Regions from separate parts of the Mus musculus genome. Here all the other regions are linked to region 1. Evidence: chromatin contacts called from public HiCAR-type and HiChIP or PLAC-seq data. All regions are on one chromosome and are shown on one strand. The core of a region is the stretch at or near the end of the contact, and the rest is flanking DNA. Distances in the headings are between cores, read along the strand shown. Region 1 holds the start of Cav2 (caveolin 2). Region 2 overlaps Gm4876 (predicted gene 4876). Region 3 overlaps Gm4876 (predicted gene 4876).

What was found. HiCAR-type assays count read pairs that join an accessible place to other places. HiChIP or PLAC-seq counts read pairs in DNA pulled down with a chosen protein or histone mark.
Region 2: a contact with region 1 is called in a FOXA1 HiChIP or PLAC-seq map of pancreatic cancer cells. The contact joins the enhancer-like site here to the promoter of Cav2 in region 1. A contact is called at or near these places in 6 of 39 promoter capture datasets (cranial neural crest, embryonic stem cells, epiblast stem cells and 3 more), 1 of 15 datasets of contacts at CTCF or cohesin (the NIH/3T3 cell line), 2 of 484 Hi-C or Micro-C datasets (embryonic fibroblasts and muscle stem cells), 6 of 115 datasets of contacts at active chromatin or transcription factors (the NIH/3T3 cell line, bone marrow-derived macrophages, a colorectal cancer cell line and 3 more) and 1 of 9 other capture datasets (adipose tissue).
Region 3: a contact with region 1 is called in a HiCAR-type map of fibro-adipogenic progenitors, with 5 times the contacts expected there. The contact joins the enhancer-like site here to the promoter of Cav2 in region 1. A contact is called at or near these places in 11 of 39 promoter capture datasets (3T3-L1-derived adipocytes, cranial neural crest, embryonic stem cells and 6 more), 1 of 15 datasets of contacts at CTCF or cohesin (the NIH/3T3 cell line), 11 of 484 Hi-C or Micro-C datasets (the Ba/F3 cell line, beige adipocytes, bone marrow-derived macrophages and 6 more), 11 of 115 datasets of contacts at active chromatin or transcription factors (bone marrow-derived macrophages, cardiomyocytes, embryonic fibroblasts and 7 more) and 4 of 9 other capture datasets (adipose tissue, bone marrow-derived macrophages, embryonic stem cells and 1 more).

What each region holds. Positions count from the first base shown.
Region 1 is chr6:17,278,977-17,283,152 of GRCm38.p6, reverse strand. Cav2 (caveolin 2) reads right to left here and starts at 1,968. Exons shown (of 3, transcript NM_016900.4): 1 at 1,643-1,968; 2 at 1,071-1,258. The coding sequence starts at 1,792.
Region 2 is chr6:17,132,820-17,137,104 of GRCm38.p6, reverse strand. All of the region lies in intron 1 of Gm4876 (predicted gene 4876), which reads left to right. Among named protein-coding and RNA genes, the nearest start is that of Gm4876, 37 kb to the left of the region's middle. Within about 2 kb of position 1,789, at least 8 of the 459 cell types and tissues checked have an H3K27ac peak or open chromatin away from gene starts, as enhancers often do. A contact at or near this core is called in pancreatic cancer cells, where this site is marked.
Region 3 is chr6:17,106,680-17,110,736 of GRCm38.p6, reverse strand. The region is part of intron 1 of Gm4876 (predicted gene 4876); the gene reads left to right. Among named protein-coding and RNA genes, the nearest start is that of Gm15473, 43 kb to the right of the region's middle. Within about 2 kb of position 1,311, at least 85 of the 459 cell types and tissues checked have an H3K27ac peak or open chromatin away from gene starts, as enhancers often do. A contact at or near this core is called in 3T3-L1-derived adipocytes, the NIH/3T3 cell line, adipose tissue and 10 more, where this site is marked.

The DNA.
Region 1 (4,176 bases), core at 719-3,218:
GCAACACTGAGCACCTAATAGGCTTGGTGTGCAGAACTAGTGAGCTAACACAGCAAAGTGTACCTCGAGACTGAAAGAAGGAGTAAGTTGGATAACTCTTTGAACACTGAGACTGCCCTGGGATGTGGCAATGCCCCATGATGTGAAAAACTAAACGGTGGTATCTAGGGTCACACGTGTCACCAGGACCACCTTGAGGTACCAGCGTGAAAACTATTGTGACATTGGGGATGATTCTTTGAATGAAGTGGGTAACCTTTAACACAAAAAACATTTCTTGGAGGAGTGGGCTAGTTCCCTTAAGACAAGTTTGAGTGCTTAAAAAAGCTTATGATGCATCTTGAACGTGAATAACTTTACAGACATCCCAACATTCGATTGGTTTCCATATTTCTTTTTCTTGTAACTAGATGGCATTTGTGTGTGTGTGTGTGCTTCATAAGTGAAACAATAATGTAATGGCCTATCCCCTTGTTTCATAGCTTAACATTTTATTTGTTCGTGGTAGATGTTCAACCCAATCATTGTAAACACTCCTGTCTCCCCTGGGTTCATGGCTGCCATTTACCAATAGCAAGACTTGAGTGGCTCAGTTCATAGCACTGTTTTACTAAAGTCTGCCCTTCTCCAAGGGTCAGAATGTAAGCGCTGTTTTCTCTGAGATCAACGTTTGTTTTGCCCAAGCACAGATGGTGACTGAATAAAAGTCAATGAAAGGAGGAAAGGACCTGCCCAGAACCACAGGCACGAGTCACAACAGGCCCTGGAGAGAGCAGCCTATGACAGGAAGTGGCCTTCCAGCCCCCACCTCCACACTCAGCTCAGCCTTCTGCATGGAAGGAAAAATCACACCCAGGAAAGAGGCCCTTGCTTCCTTCTGTTTAAACTCTCAGCCGGGACTATTATTCTAAAGAAAGCACACTGCCCTTCAAGATTTCTCAGGTCTTGTTACCCTTGGGAACTAATGTAAGCGTTTTCTCTGCAAATGGGCCCTGGGAAATAGGAAGAGCAGAGAGCAGGTGGCAAAAACTTCTGTAAGCTTCAGAATCAACCCATGTGTCCCCTCTCACCAGATGTGCAGACAGCTGAGGGTAGCAAACAGGATACCCGCAATGAAGGCCAAGGGGATGGCCAGAAATACGGTCAGGAACTTGTACATCACATATTTGCTGATTTCAAAGAGAGCATGGCTGCAGATCCACACTTTGTCAAAGGAGTGTGTAGTCTCAGGCTCTGCAATCAGATCCTCGAAGCCTAGCTGCAGAGACAAGATGCAAGGACTCATGACGTCATCCAACCTGTCGGGGATAGGGTCGGGGTGGGGAGGGAACGAAGTTGGTGGGGGTGGGGGGTGTGGTGGCAGAAGCACTCTAAGAAGGGGAAGTCCGAAGGAAAGGCGACCTGGCTAGAGTATCTTCAGCTTTTCTTAGAGTGACACTGGGCACACAGGAGTTGGACACTGTGTGGCTGTTCAGGGAGCCTGAAGGCTGTGGGACCAGGGCAGAGTGCCAATGGAACCAGCATTAGCAATGGGACCAACCCCCACTGTTGGGGAGAAGGTCAAGAGTCATCCTCCTGCAGCATACAAGGGACCCTTAGCAGCCTCCAGCCTAGATGAGTGATAGCCCAGCCTGAAACTCACCTTGAGATGAGAGTTGAGCTGGTGAGGATCCCGGTCGTGACTCGAGTCAACATACTTCTCAGGATCTGCGTAGTCAACGCCACTGTGGTGGCTGTAGGCGTCATCGGCCATGAAGAGCTGCACATCGGCCTTCTCGGTCTCCAGCCCCATCGTGGCTGGCGTTGCAAGAGTGGCTCGGTCGTTCGGTCCCTAGGCAGCCCTGCCTCCCCTTCCCGTGGCGCTCAGCCCCGCCCCGCCTGGCTTCGCCCTGCCTAGCCTCGGGCTGCCCGGGCGGCGGCCGCTTCCCGCTGCCGGTTCCCGCTCCCAGCCTTGGCTGGCCGAACCCCGCCCCGCCCCGCCGGGCCTGCGGGGAGGGAGGGCACCTCTCCAGTTGTTTGCCAAAGCCCCAAGGAGCCCGGGGAACCGGCTCGATGAGTCATCTCCTGGCTTGGTGAAGCCGGGCAAAGCAGACCTCCCGGGCCACTTGGCTTGCAGTCCGAACAGGGATGCTTAAAGGCAGACAGATTGGTCAGGGAGGTGTGTGTACTGGAAGAAGGTCTGGAGGTGCTAGGGGGCAAGCATTAGGGAAGTCTACATGCATCTACTGGTTGGATTAGAGTTGTGGCACCTGCTCCTCAGAGCTATCCTGAGAGAATGAGATGTTAATTCCTAACTTTTACTTGGTCCCCAACTCACAGCAAGCATTGTAGCTGAATCGTGAGGCTAAGGCGTACCTTGTTGATAGATAATGGACTGCAGCAGCCCTTTCGTTTTGTTTTTGTTTCCCCAGAGTTGGTTATGTAAGTTGTTATAGGAGTTTGTTGCCATCATACCCCAAGGATAGGTCTGCTCTTCTGCCTCCAAACTACAACTAACTTTGGATTTTCCCTTAAATCAGGATTTTGTTCAAAGACTGCAGGAACTAATGCCGTGCAGACAGGTCTGTAATGCCATCGTAGGAGCAGCATAAACAAGCATATAACTACATCATGGTACATGGATAAGCCCGCTGACCATTCTCTCAAGAGCTTCAGTAGGGAGGAGTTGGCATAAAGAGTTTGCCATCTGGTAACCTAAAACTTTGCCTGCGCGAAATAGGAACTTGGTGAGTATAGATATGGAATGATGCTTTCAGTTTGCCCAGACCCCAAACTATAGTACCAAAGAATGGGCATTGCTCTGGACAGCCGGCTTTAGAGCCTGCTGCACAAATCAAATCCCTTGTAGGAAATGGATTTGAAGGTTTCTTTGGAAAAGGAAAGGCTATTTGGGGAGTAATACAAGTTACAAAACAACCAACTAAACAACCTGGGAACTGATCGGAGAACATATTTGGAAGGCAAAACTCTAAATGTCATAGTTGAATAGGGAGTGTATCTTCTTCCACTGCAGTGTGTGGGTCATCATGTCAGTAATGCAGAATGGCGCAGGGTTGAATCCCACGTCCTGGAGGCTTCTTCTCTCGCCCCCTCACCGAGTCCCGTTACTCAAGCTTCCCCCTCCCCCTGATTATACTTTTCCTTCCTGGTTTTATTTAAATCCTTTTTAATTCGAAGGGGTGGTATAGGCCTTACACTCACTGTTTTCTCAGCACTTCACCATCCTGCATTCATTCGGACTTTCTGAGAATCAGATAGGGTCTAGATGCTACGCCCGATGGCAGGAGTTTGAAGGGGAGGCCTTCATGTTGATTTCCAGGGTTTGGAAGAGACAGTTTAGATCCATTTAATCTTTTTGTAAAGCTTACATTTCCTCAAAGTTGTAAGGTCTTTCTCAAGAAGAAGAAAAAGCATGGCTGCAGTCAGGGTGGTGGCCAGACATCTAACCCTGGGGCTTCATCCCTTCCAAGTCTTCCAGATACCTTCACATTTCCATTGTCCTCCTTAGGACAATTGAAAGACCTATTGCAAATAACTGCTGAGTTTTCAAGCAGTGGAGACAGGCCATGGAGAGGTAAAACTGCCATGTCTTTTATTGGGCAGTTACAGTTAAAGATTCATTTGTAAAATTATAGGTATTTATAAAAGTTGTCTCTGAAGCCCATGATAAAAATAGAACCTGACTAGAGTTGGCGTATGCCATGAAGAATTCAATAGAGAAAGACTCACATACTGACTTACTGAATATATCCCTCTACCATGGGTTGGGACTTGATGACACTCTTATTTTTAATAACATGCTTGCCCGGTTCACTATTTTAATTCAAGTTTTTTTTTAAGCCTTTCTATAAAATGATTTTGTTTATCTTCTTAGAATATTCTTATACTATGGCAGCTACCATTATTTTGAAGGGGATTAAAACAGCATGATTCTACACAGCAAAGATGGTCTTATTCATGCTAAACTGATAGATTTTCTAAGAAAGAGAAAAATTAAAGAAGATGTTGCAGCCAAATGGCCGAGTCCACACTAGAACTTCCAGTGTGCGGGATTATCCTCCAATGAGCCTCAAAAGCAATTCAATTATAAGGAAGGAGACGTTAAATTTCATATAAAATCAATGCTGGTGCTGTCTTTTTCTAGCTATTATCATGTATCTTGCCTTCTAATAAGAG
Region 2 (4,285 bases), core at 540-3,039, 150 kb after region 1:
ATATACAACATATATTTCAGTCAGAGAAGGTTGCAATTTTGCCCATATTTTTCCTTTTATCACCATGTGCCCATTAATACATTCTCTCCAAACATACCACCACCATGTCCATCTCCCTACTATTCTGTGTGGGAAAGGTTGGCTGAAGCTAACCATTCATAAATTATAATTCATAAGCTAAACTTAACCTAAATTCATGGCTTATAGAATAGCAAAACAGGGATGTTATAAAAGCCAAGCTGGAATGAGTATTGCTGAGGAACCCTCACTTAGAAGCAGCTATGATAACTACTGAGATAGAAATCAACTTACTCAAAAAAAATGCATTCTAGTGTTTTAGTTATATGATAAAAAGCTACACAGGGATTGATCAAAATATTACTACTTGGAAATCTAAATACAAAAGAGTTGACGTTGTGCACCAAAGAGTTAATTTCTCACTCACATATTTATTCTCTTCAAAATTTCTTCTCCCTCTGTGTGTGTGTGTGTGTGTGTGTGTGTGTGTGTGTGTGTAGTTTCCAACCTGTGTTTGTGGCTGACTTATATGTGCAGCATATCTTCTCAATGCTTTGGGAACCCATAGCTATGTTTTTGAGTTTTCTTTCAGCTAGAACTTAGCCAGGCTATTGGAGTCAATGTTTAAAAGTTGTTTACCCCCAGAGCTCGTGTCTCTAGCTGCATATGTAGCAGAAGATGACCTAGTCGGCCATCACAGGGAAGAGAGGCCCCTTGGTCTTACAAACTTTATATGCCCCAGTACAGAGGAACACCAGGGCCAAGAAGTGGGAGTGAGTGAGTAGGGGAGCAGGGCGGGGGGAGGGTATAGGGGACTTTTGGGATAGCATTTGAAATGTAAATTAAGAAAATATCTAATAAAAAAATTAAAAAGAAAAGTTGTTTAGTCAGGTGGCTGGAGAGATTGCTCAGTGGTTAAGGGCACTGACTGCTCTTCCAAAGGTCCTGAGTTCGATTCCCAGCAACCACGTGGTGGCTCACAACCATCTGTAGTGAGATCCAATGCCCTCCTCTGGTGTCTGCGAAGGACTACAGTGCACTCATAGATCTTTACATTACATAAATCCTTGTAAGAATGCTGTTAGGTCAATTTAAATAATTGCTCTGAGAAAAGATATAGTGTTTGGAGTCTTTCCCCTACTTAGGTATAGATTTGTTCTCATTTAACAACTTTACTTGAATCTGTGAACTTTGTTCATATATCAACAGGTTAAAATGAAGCTAACAGAAAAGAAAGCTAAATTGCATTCCTTCCCAAAATTGGGGCAGCTTTTGAAAAAAAATGTGGATTAGAACTGTTTTAAAACTGACAGGATGAGAAATAGCTATTGGAATTATACCCTCCTCTATGCAGGTTCAATTTGGTTTTTAGATTTCATTTCTATTGGCACTTCTTTTCTTAGAATTTATTATAAAACAAATATCAGTTTATCTTAGCATTTCTGTATGGAAGCAACAGAAAGGACTTTGTTTATTCTGTAGCCAGATGTAAAAAGTTGGGAGTTAGTGGTGTCAGTAGCTATCTGTAAACTAGCTGTCTAAAAGGGTGGGAGCCCTGAGAGGCAGGTGGAGGCGTATGTAATTGAGTACCCTCTGGAACTCACTTCTGCTCAGACCTTGGAAAGAATCACTTTGTTTTAATTAGAGAAGCCAACTCCTATAAAAGGAGATGACTTTAATTAATGTTTGTCAGAAAGTATCCAGATACTGTGTATAAAAGGTAAGCCTAAATGTTTGCTGGTGAGTCATGTGCCGGCCACAAAACCAGATCAAAGATACAGGGAGCCAGCCAGTCAAATGACTGAACATGGGGCTTCACCAAGGCAAAGTCTTCTTTAATCCATTAGCAAACCTGTGAGGTTTTGCAAAGCGAAGATACAGGGAGTGACACCCAAAACAAAAACCAGTGCCCACTGTGTTCCAGCCACCCGTATGTCCCCTATCCATACCTATCCTCCTAACATCACCTATCCCCCCATTCACAACCATAACCCCCAAATCCAGGTCACCAGGGTTATCATCACACAGCATGAAAAGTCATATTAATTTTGATTCCTTTGAGCTGTACTTGAACAAGACATGATACTTCTTATGGGTCTGCCTCCTTCTACTCAATGTAATTTCTGAGGTTTGTCCATAATGTTGCTTGAGGTTGTAATCATGCATCTTAATTTCACTAATGTTTGAAAATGTGCAGTCCTGGATAGTGCATCCTATTGGTGATGCTTATTTGAGTTCTCTGCAGTCTGGCACATTCTGAAACGTGCTGCCACCAAAACTTCTATGTGTTTTGGTGAAGATACAAACACATCTCTGTTAAGGGTGTGACTTGTTTGGTCGCTGGGTATATATAAGTTAAACTTCAACAGGAATTTTGTTTCTAATTTCTAAATGTTATATTTTAAACCAGCTTATGAACATATACATTCTCTCAGATTTCAAAGGGAAGGAAGTTGGGTATTTTCCCAAATGGCAGTATGATTCTATCTATGCTTAAAATACTTTTTTTTTTTCCTGAGGCAGGGTTGCTCTGTGTAGCTCTGGCTGGCTTGGAACTCTCTCTGTAGACCAGACTGGCCTCAAACTCAGAAATCTGCTTGCCTCTGCCTTCCAAGTGCTGGGTTAAAGGTGTGTGCCACCACTGCCCAGCGCTTAAAATACTTCTTAATAAAGTTGATTTTATATGCCTCATTTGTTATGAGCAATTTAAAATATTTTCCTGTGTCTTTTGGTTTATATAACCTTTGGTAGCTTTAATCACCATAGGGTGACATATAGGTGACTACATTCTTAATAGTCATAAAAACTGACCTTAAAAATCCTTCTATAATCCTTCAATAATTTAGTGTTTTCACTCATTAACTAGACTTGTGCTATGTGGGTAGGTTGTCTAGGCAGTAGGTACATGGTTCTCTGACCCAATTTCATATAATAGTAAGCGGGTATCTTTGAATACTTCTGAAGTTTCCCTTTGGGTTTTGTGCTTGCCAGGAGAGATGGGTTTTGTGTGTTCTTTCTCAGTCAGGAGTCCTTATTTACAACAGAAGCTTGTTTCCTCTTCTCCAATTTGGTTGACTTTTGTACTGGTGTCACTTCTTCCAGCATTGCTTTCTTACCCTCATTCACTCAGCATGGCATTTATTATGCTGTCCCAGTGGGTATGGGATACCATGAGATGCATGACAGAGGAGCCATGCTTTCAACGAGCAGGTGCAGTACTAAAGTGTGCACACAGTTGTCAAGCTAGACTCTAATGCCTTAGCTAGGCTACTTTGTTCCCCCGCCTTCTCTTCCTCCTCCTACTCCACCTTCTTCTTCCTCCTCCTCTTCTTTTTTTTTCCTCAGTATAATTCTATGTTCAGAAAATATATTCTATATCCACACCTTCCTTCTATAGACATGTCATGGCATTAACTTTTAAGGCATATGCCCTTTATTTTTCTTAGTATATCCCTTCCCATGCAGTAGCTACTCACTGTGCAGTAGATTTGTTCATGCTCTTGCTGGCCTTATTCCACTATCATGGTCAGTCAACCTTTTGGGCTTAAACTAAAACTTACCTCCTAGATTTTTTTCCCCTGGGGACTTTTACACCTGCCCATTGCTAGCACTCACTAGCTATGGTATGGACTTGCCATCCAGACTCATCCTACATTGCATCAGTAGTTCTTATCCATGCACCATTCCAACTGTATGACAAATGCAATTAGGGCAAAATATAGACCTTGTATATTTCTGTACTTACAAAGACTAATACAAGACCTAAATATACAACTAAAAAATAATACAGGCTCCTTAAAGGAAGTGCGCAAGGCTCCCAAGGAGACATGTTCACCTTCACAATAAAACTTTCTGCTATAATAAACTACAATCTCATCTTGACTCTTAGTTCTTGATGATCACAAGTCATTTCAATTTCAAAGTCTGCAAACTTTATGCAAGATGGCATTTCTCTTAAAATTCAATTCTGTGCCTAAATTAAGTATTTGCAACCCTCAGACTTAAAAATGTGTGATCATTTCTTAGACTTTTAAAGAAGGACATTATTTTCTTTCATTTCAGTGCAGAGAAGGAGAGTAGTAGTGGTGACTCTTAATGTTAAGAATAAAAGATAAATTTACATTAAAGCAAATACAATCTTAAATACATGGAGCGATACAGCTTTGTTTCTTCTGACTTCCCACCTTTTCATGAACTTTGAATAAGATTCGTAAGCTAAAAAGATTCTGAGAAGAAAACCTCTACCTTTGTTTTGATTTTCCCACAG
Region 3 (4,057 bases), core at 62-2,561, 170 kb after region 1:
CCTGAGAAGTAGGTAGTTGCTTTCCTTAGGCAGTCTCTCTTATTTGTACTAGTTTCTTTTGATTTTTGAGAGTCACAGTTTTCTTTAAGCATGATATAGCGGCCTTAGACTTTACCCCCTATTTCTTTTCCAATCATTCTATTCCATTTTTTGTTGTGAATGTTTAAAAATTAATTATTGTGTTAACTAGCGACTCCAATGGCATGCTCCCAATGAAAGGGCAAACTAATTAGACAAAGCTACTTGAGCATTCGATAGTACAGCGAGAGGGAAAAAGGGCACTTCAGGCTAGAGTGCTGGAGTGTGTGATTATATCCCCACATAATCCAAGGATGTGGGATCTTTGAGTACATATGAGTCTCCATTTTCTGTTAAACTTCAGAAATTTTCTCCACGTTCTTTGATAATGTCAGTCCCTGGCTCATGCTTTCTTCCCTTTTGTTGTTGTTGTTGTTGTTGTGTGATGACCTCAACAAACACATGGATTTTCATACAACACTTGTGCTGATTTTTCCATCTTCCTAAAATCCAGTCCCCTTGCCTTCCTTCCTATCCAGCTGTAACTGGAGAGGAGATTCCATGGGATCTCCCCATGTGTCTGTTTTGACTCCTAAGCCCAGATTTCTTTTGAATTCTACCATGGTATCCCAGTCCTCAGTCAGATGTTATTTATGGAGAATTGACTCCAACGTGTCTACATGCAATAGCGGTTGACTAGCAATGGTAACTGGGTAGAAGGTGCTTTTGTTACTGGGTGAAGGGCAAGACATCCTGTGGAAATGCACATCGAAGAAAGATCAATAACAGCCTTTATAAATGTCATTTAAAATGCCATTCAAAACAACCATAAAGGTTAATGGCATTTTGTTTTGATTGTTTCAAAATATATTATCAGATTAAATAGAAGCTACGATGACTTGCTTCCCATGAAAGGACAGAATAATTAGCCACAGTTATTTAAGCACCGGTAAATATATGAAAAACCAAAACAACACACCCTATTAATCAAACCACAATGCCTGTCAGGTTGTGTGCTAAAACTTCTATCTACACAACACAAGGAAGCAGGCCTTTTCACACAGGTAAGCACTCAGTAAAGTCAAGAGTTAACATTGAACAGTTACCAGGGGTCAGGAAAGGCATTTTTTATGCAGTCAGGGACAGTCTTAAGTGTTCTAAAGAGTTACAGACAAACTCAGAAGACAAGTTCAGATATGCCAGGTCATTTTAAGATGAGAACTTAAAACTGTTCTTGGGTGGTGGTGTCTCTTTGGTTACCATAGCAAAGTTGGAAGAGCTTAAACACTACGTGTTACAAATTGCTTAAGAATGACTCAACCCTGACTCTCTTGCCTATGGTGAAACTCGTCTGAAACACTTGAGTCAATTTGGAAATCTATGCTTAAAGACCAGACACTGCAGTATGGTCAGGACTTATTAAAAAGAGACAATCTGTAATATCTTGTTTAAAATAAGCAGAAAGCCCCCGCGCTTCACCTGGGCAGCACAGTAGACCTAGCCTGGTGGCTTGGGTACAGGAAAGCTGATGGGTTCAGCAACTCCAACCCAGGCCCAGATCCAGGGCTTTGAATATGCTCACCCCAACATCTGCCCCATCTGTGAAATGCTGGAGTGTGTGAAGGGGCCAGTCCTGCAGATCCAAAGCTGCAGAGTTTCCACGACACAGACCGACAACAGGATATCTGAGAGAAACCCCAGTGAGATTCCAGTATTGATAGTATAGCAGAAGCCAGAGGCCTCAAACCAGACTCATTGCAATGAACATTTGGAAGTAAAGAGGTTTGGCCAAAGGAATACCCGTGTGACACATTGTGACACACTGCAGCTTCCACAGTGAGATTTTTGTTGTTGTTTGTTTTGTTTTGTTTTGATTTTGAGGTTTTAATTTTTTTATTTTTATTTCTATTTTTTGAGGGGAGGTTGCAAGGATGGAGAAGATACCCCAGGACTTGAGATATAGATGCTGTAAAGGGGTGACGAGATGAGTGGGATTGGGGGTGCATGGTGTATAATTCATATACAATAAGAAGTTAAAAACAAAAAAAATTGTTAAAAATGTCCCAAATGTGAAGGCCAACAGGACACCTGAGCGACTGGGATTCCATCAGTGGAAATTACATATATATATATATATATATATATATATATATATATATATATATATACATATTTATATATATATGCAAAACATCACTTTCTCAAATCCTATTTGTATCCAAGATTGTTCTATTTAGAGATGAACAGTGTACGTGCAGCCTCCCTGAAGTAGTTCACAATCAATGAGCATCCAGGGAGGGTATGAAGCATCTCTCATGGACCACTGTGTAGAAGCTGATGCTGAGTCTGCATCTTCCTTTGAATTTCCTGGACCCCAAGACATTTCCCCCTTCTCCTTCCTCACTGAACCCACTGCTCTTGAGTTCCCACTGCTGTTTGGAGGACAGGAAAAGCAGAGATCACTGTCATGTCTTTTAATATCCAAGATGATGGCTTTTGTGGAGAAAGAGGACACCTCTGGTATTGCCTAAGTACCAGCAATTGTTCTACACTCTCTCTTAGTGAGCCTTTTGCTACTGTGAACTGTAATGATGTGGTTGTCAAATTCATGCCGTACCAGGCATAAAAAAACAAACAAACAAAAAAAAAAACAAAACAAAACCAAAAACCCTGTAAGATCTGCTTCTGAGAACTGACCTAGAATGATTTTTTAATGAGAAAAAGAATATTAATCTATCAATACCAGGTAATTAGAATTTAAAAAAAATGTTCTACATGGTTCACATTTAGTAAAAGAAACACACAAATCTAGATTTAAAACTTCCATTTTCAACTTCCAGGGAATTGCTTAGTGTTGGATTTTGTAGTAAGGGAGCTCAGTCAGGGTTCTATCCCCCCCTCCCCCCAGCCTGGGAAGATCGCTCTGTTGCTTCACTGGTCAGTTGCCTCTTCTAGCATTTGCTTATTGCTTCCACAGTAGTTAGTAGTCCTCAGCCTTCCTAAGCCTGTGACCTTTTAGTACAGTTCCTCAGGTTGTGCTTAAGCCCCAGCCATAGGAGTATTTTCATTGCTCCTACAAATGGTAAAGTAATTACCTGTTTTCAGATGGCCTTGAGACCCCAGTGAAAGGGCCGCAACACACAGGTTGAGAACCAGTGTTGTAGACTCTTGAAAAGAGATGTGTGTATGAGGCATTTTCTTTTATTGCTAATGGATGAAGGCGGGCCCAGCCCACTGTGGGCGGTATCATTCCTAGGCAAATGTGCCTGAGTTGTGTAAGAAAGGCAAAAGGAACAAGATGGTAGAAACATTTCTCCAAAGTCTGTTTCAGTTTCTGGCTCTAGGATCCTTTCTGAGTTTCCCTCAATAAGGGATTCTAATCTGTAAGCCAAATGCCCTCTGAAACTGTTTATGGTAATGGTGTTTATCATAGCAACAGAAGCAAACATGGGCATCAACTAACAACAAACATGTCCAGGTATCTTGAGCACCTCTTAGACAAGGAGGCCACAATCTTATACTGCAAGGGCAAACTAACTACTGAGGGGAGATCCAGGCCTGGTGGATCTACACCATCCCCACATTTCATTTGTTCCATGATAGATACATGTAATTATTCTTAGTGAATGACACTTAGTGTCACCCTCATTCTGTCTCAGTCAGAGGCATTGGGACAGCCAGCCGGAGGACTTGGGAAGAGTCTATTCTGCTTTAGCCTCACTTTGCCAATGGGGGGGGGGGGCATTAAACATTATAGTCAAAATGGACTGGAAAATATCTCTACTATTTAAGGCAAACCAAGGCAAAGATAAGAGTAAAGTGGTGTATTTCACCAGGGCATTGTATGCTGAATTGGATGACAACTTTCACACCGTTCTGTGTGTTCAAACTCCAAACGGTGCTTTTCACCATCGGAGGAGCCAGAATGCAGATGGGATTCAGTGTGCTTGTTGAGTAAGTACTTAGGGATCTATTCCATGAGTGTGCCTCTATGTATGAGTGTGTCTCTATGTATGTGTGTATGTGTGTGTGTGTGTGT